Linked DNA regions of Sus scrofa: region 2 is linked to region 1. A link is a contact called in public HiChIP or PLAC-seq data. All regions are on one chromosome and are shown on one strand. Each heading gives the region's core, a stretch centred on a gene start, on an enhancer-like site or on the middle of the called end of the contact. The rest is flanking DNA. Distances are from core to core; before and after follow the strand shown.

The links. HiChIP or PLAC-seq counts read pairs in DNA pulled down with a chosen protein or histone mark.
Region 2: a contact with region 1 is called in an H3K27ac HiChIP or PLAC-seq map of alveolar macrophages. The contact joins two enhancer-like sites. A contact is called at or near these places in 2 of 2 datasets of contacts at active chromatin or transcription factors (alveolar macrophages and skeletal muscle).

The regions. Positions count from the first base shown.
Region 1 is chr9:70,711,668-70,714,230 of Sscrofa11.1, forward strand. The region is part of intron 2 of CDK14 (cyclin-dependent kinase 14); the gene reads left to right. Among named protein-coding and RNA genes, the nearest start is that of CDK14, 35 kb to the left of the region's middle. Within about 2 kb of position 1,289, at least 29 of the 83 cell types and tissues checked have an H3K27ac peak or open chromatin away from gene starts, as enhancers often do. A contact at or near this core is called in alveolar macrophages, where this site is marked.
Region 2 is chr9:70,909,413-70,911,975 of Sscrofa11.1, forward strand. All of the region lies in intron 5 of CDK14 (cyclin-dependent kinase 14), which reads left to right. Among named protein-coding and RNA genes, the nearest start is that of CDK14, 230 kb to the left of the region's middle. Within about 2 kb of position 1,284, at least 6 of the 83 cell types and tissues checked have an H3K27ac peak or open chromatin away from gene starts, as enhancers often do. A contact at or near this core is called in alveolar macrophages, where this site is marked.

The DNA of each region.
Region 1 (2,563 bases), core at 39-2,538:
GCTACCCTTGACCCCATTATTCTGCTTCACTTGAGAAAATCAAGACTCAAGGACATTGCATTCAGGATCAAATCCGGTGAAGTGGGTGACCTAAAAGCTCTAGTAAATGTGGATTTCCAAATGGTAGTTAATTTCCTCAGTATTATAATATTAATGAGAAGTAATGTGAATCCGTCACTAATTTGTCCATTAAGACAAATGCATTTTATTTTCCATATTCCATCATGGATTTATAGACCTGAATATTACTTAATTTTATATAGCTGTGAAGAGCATCAGTTCTTATTTTGTATTTTTCAGATGCCTCAAGCCATAGTGGGAATATTGGTAGTCTGGCTAAAAAAAGAGAAAGGAGAAGTGGCTAGTAACCTTCCCCTTGGGAACAGAGAGAAAATACTGACAGCATTAAGAACTAGGGCAAAGGTTTGGTGAAAACAGGAAGCTGCATGTGAGAAGAATTCAATGTGAGATATAGACAGTCTGCTCCACCATTTAGTAGCTTTGTTATGACGAACAGACAAGTCTCTTATTTCCTCTGAACCTCAGTATCTTCATCTGAAAGTGAAGGCCACAAAGCAAGTTCATGTGTTAGGCAAGAATTCAGGGTGCTGATGCTGAGCTGCCTTGATGTCATAAATCTGAGGTCACGTCCAGGCCCCAACACCTCCTGGTTGTGGTACTTAACCTCTCCATGCATCTTTAAATGGGATAGTAATAACAATAACCCCCCCCACCCCAGAAGGTTGTTAGGATCATGTGAGTTTTAATACATGAATGGCTCACAATATTTTTCCTATCAATAGCTAGTCATTTTGGGGAGTTCCCTGGTGGCTCAGAGGGTTAAGGATCCAGTGTCACTGCTGTAGCTCTGGTTACTACTTTGGTGAGGGTTCGATCCCTGGCCTGGGAACTTCTGCTACAGTAGTACTTGGTGCCTCTGTTAAGCTCTTGATATATTAGTTTCTTTTTCTCCCATATAGATTTCTTGAGGTGAAGCCTAATGAAAGGAATTTAAAAGCCACTCAAATATAAGGTTTTAACATTTGCATCAAATTCCATTTATGTAGTTATTGGCCTCTTATACCTTGGACATTTATTTTTTAAATGTGATATTTTTGTGCTATTAATCACTTAAAATATTGTGTTATATCATGTCTAGGAAATTCATTATAAGCCTTTCACAGAGAGAAGGCTTTGTGATAAAAGCCAGCTGCCCAGACATTTCCACCCTCCTCTCCCATCCCCCAGCAGACTGCAGAAGCAGCGTTTGGCAGGGATCCAGATTTCCTAAGTGATGGGATTGTTCCCGGCGGGAATGAGCGGAATCTGCCCAGCTTGGAGATGGCTTCAGCTCCTTTGCTTGCCTCACATTTGCAGCCTCATTCCCAAACGAACCGAACTAGTACTGTTTTCCAGTGTGTGCGGGGGATACTGTTTTAAAACGGGGAAGTCAGGTCTTCATATTAAAAAAGTGACTTTTGAATCGATTTTCAATCTCATGGAAGTTTTTCTGTCTTTGGAAGAAGAGCTGTGAATTCACGTTCATTTGTAGTTTCATCTCTGCCAGTGGGGCACCTGTCTTGAGCTGACTCAAGTCTTTACCTTCCTCATTTTCAGGGTGGGAAGGTTTAGTGATTGGAATGGCTCCGGCCAGGAAATTATTGGGTATTGTAAATGGAATTTGTTTCTCCTTTCTACTCCTCTGCATTCCTAGGCTCTGAGAGAACTCATCATCACTGAGATTGCACTGTGTTTGTATCAGCTCCTCCCCTTGCTCAATTTTTATTAAATTCTGGATGTTTCTCTCTTTGCTTGTAGATTCAGCAACCCCCTCCCTGCTGCCCCCATTTCAGAAAGGGCTCTCTTGCTCGGCAGTTGTTTCAGTCAAACGATCTGCTGAACATTTTCTGTCCCCTTTTAAATTTGGCTGTCTCCTAAATACATATTTTCTGCAGTTATTTTCTAGGATTCATTCATCTCCATTCTTTTTTTAAAACTTAAGGTTAAGTTAAAAAAAAAAAACTTAAGCATTTATAACTCTAATGAGGTTCTAGACCTATACTATCCAGTAGAACTATAACACGAGCCACCTTAATACTTACTAGAAAAGGAAAAATTTTCTAATAGTCACATCAAAAATGTAAAAGGAATAGGAGACTTTAATTTTATATGTTATTGAACCTAATACATCAGAATATTATAATTTGGGCATGTCATCGGTATAAAATTATTATTGAGATATTTAACTTTTTTTTTTGGACTCAGTTTTCAAAATCCACTGTATGTTTTATACTTACAGCACGTCTCAATTGGGTCTAGCTACATTCAGGCAGCCAGTTGCCATAGGTGGCTAGCAGCTACCTCATTGGTCAGCAGAGATCTATAATGAAACTTCTTTGTTTCAAAAAAGTGCTGTACTGTATTGGTGATTATTTTTCCATCCAGGTGGCTTAGAAAAGAGGCATGAGTCTGTGCCTCATGTCTTTGCCGATAATTAACATTGTATCTACAGAGATTTCCTTTGTTAGAAAAACCAGCTGTGGGACCAGAATTAAAAAGGTGA
Region 2 (2,563 bases), core at 34-2,533, 200 kb after region 1:
ATTCCACTGTATGGTTATAACACAATTCAGTTATCCATTCACCCAGTGACAGATATCTTGGTTGCTTCCAACTTTTGGAAACTATGAACAAAGCTGTGATACGCATTCTTGCACAGGATTTTGTGCAGACATGATTTCGACTCCTTTGGGTACTTAATTTTTTTTTTTTTTAACCTAGAGAACAAGGAGGCACTGCATATAAAGATAAGAGTCAAAATAAATACACCATTCTTATGGGACCGGGAGGTTGGGAAAAGTAAAGAATGGACTGTTCAGTTTAAGAGGTGCATCTAGCAGAATTTGTAAACTCCAGCCTGCCTCCTGCCAGGGGTTAAGTGGACTGCCAGGAGAAGCTAGAAAGATGTTTTCCTGCTTGGTTTCTCTTCAGAACAATCGAGAAGAATCCTAATAAACAGCCTCATTAATCAGTCCCAGTTACAGGCATCGTTAATTAAATTCCCATAAACACTTTTAAACTGCATTTATAAATTTAATACCTTGGCTGTTTTTAAGCATTCAAGTGCCTTAATCTAACCAAATACTTAAACTATGCTTAATCTTCTCCAAATACTTAAACTATGCTTGTAAACCTAAAAAAAAAAAATTTATAAAGGTTATCTTAAGAATTCCAGTGCTAGGGAGAGCCTAGCAAAACTCCCTCACACTTTTCAATCTAAAATCGCACATTTACAAAGAAATTGAAATTGCATGTATCATCTGTGAATATATCCAGCTGTCTTAAACATAACAAACATTGTATCAATTAAATATGGAACCTTGTCCAAATAATTACCCATTGATTCCCAAACTTAACATCAGAGGCTTTAACACTACTGATTTGAATTGATCATTAGGTCTCTGTTTAAAACTAAACATTCTCAGAGTTCTTGTCACTGAGAGTGATGTAGAGAAGTCTGAGACCCCATGGAGGACAGCCCTGGATGTCCCGGGTTTTCTCCCCTGGCCACTGAAGCACGTGCTGCACCATCTTGTAGAGTCATTCCCAGCTGGAGGATTCCAGTCTCTACATTTCAGTAATTCTCTCACCTCCTTTGAATCTGCTTATCTTCCAAATCAGAGGCGCTTAACTTCTTTCAACTAATCTCTCATCCTTCTCATGGAATTTTATATTCTTTTCGTATTTTTCTCAGCTGGTTAGGTCCGAACTCTTAAAGCTATTTTGACCTAATGCTACCGAATTCTCTGTATCTCTGACACCTCTGTTTGTCTCAGGCCACAACACTGAAGTCTGGCTTGTGACAGCTGTGCTGACTGATACAGTCATCTGCTTGTTGAATGACTCACTGACAGGACAGTGACTATGAAAGATAAAGAAGCATTGTCCTTTTAGGACTCAGATATTTGAGGTCTTGTGGGATATTTCTAGTACATGTATATATTTTCCAAAAAGTGGCAGGGTGAGTTTCAAATTCAATAAAGGCTTTTGACAAAAAGATTCTTTGCAAAGCGCAGCTTTGAGATGAGATTATTAGGGTGGACTTGCCTCTTTCCCTCAGCTCCACAGCTAGTCAGTTGGTAAAATTCTGTTGGCTCCACCTACAGAACAAATCTGAACTCTAACAGCTTCCCACCACTCCTCTGGATATCATTGTCTCTCTCTTGAATTCTATTGTTAAAAACTTCTTAACTTTTTTTTGTTTTTCTTTGTTTTTGCTTCCATAGTTTTCCTCTCCTGTCCATAGTCTGTCTTCCACACAGCAGGTGGTATGATCTTAAAACATAAATCAGGTAATTAATCCACCATGATCAGCCCTCAGTGGCTTTAATTAGAATAGATTGAAATTCAGGTTCTTTACCTGTGTCCTAGATCCTGGTTCCACTCCAGCCTCATGTTCGGTCAGTATCCGCATTAGCCACACTGGCTTCCTTGTTCTTCCTTGACCTGAGGTTTCACCTCAGGACCTTTGAACTTATTGTGCCTCTTCCTGCAACTCTCTGCCCTGTAATATTAGCATATCCCTCACGCCAAAAATTATCTCCTCAGAGGTGTATTCAGAGAGTACGTCTTGGAAGTTCCTGTTGTGGTGCAGTGGAAAGGAATCCGACTAGTAACCATGAGGTTGTGGGTTTGATGCCTGGCCTTGCTCAGCGGGTAAAGTATCTGGCATTGCGTGAGCTGTGGTGTAGGTCGCAGATTTGGCTCGTATCCCGAGTTGCTGTGGCTATGGTGTAGGCCAGCACAAGTAGCTCCAATTGGACGCCTAGCCTGGGAACCTCCATGTGCCGCAAGTGCGGCCCTAAAAAGCAAAAAAAAAAAAAAAAAAAAAAAAAGTAAAAGAAAAAGAGGGAGTACATCTGACTACTCTTTCTGATTTAAACTCCCTCCCTGTCTGCCCCCCCACCCCGTATCCAGCTGGCATTGACCTATATATTTATTCAGTTATTGTTACAAGTGCTTTACTGTAACCCCAGTACCTAGAATAGTTCCTGGCACTAGTAAGTGTTCAGTAACACTTGTAATACAACATGATGAATGAATGAATGAATGGTTTTCTCATTAGAATGAAAAGCGAGTAAAAGTAAGGGCTTTGCCTATCTGAGC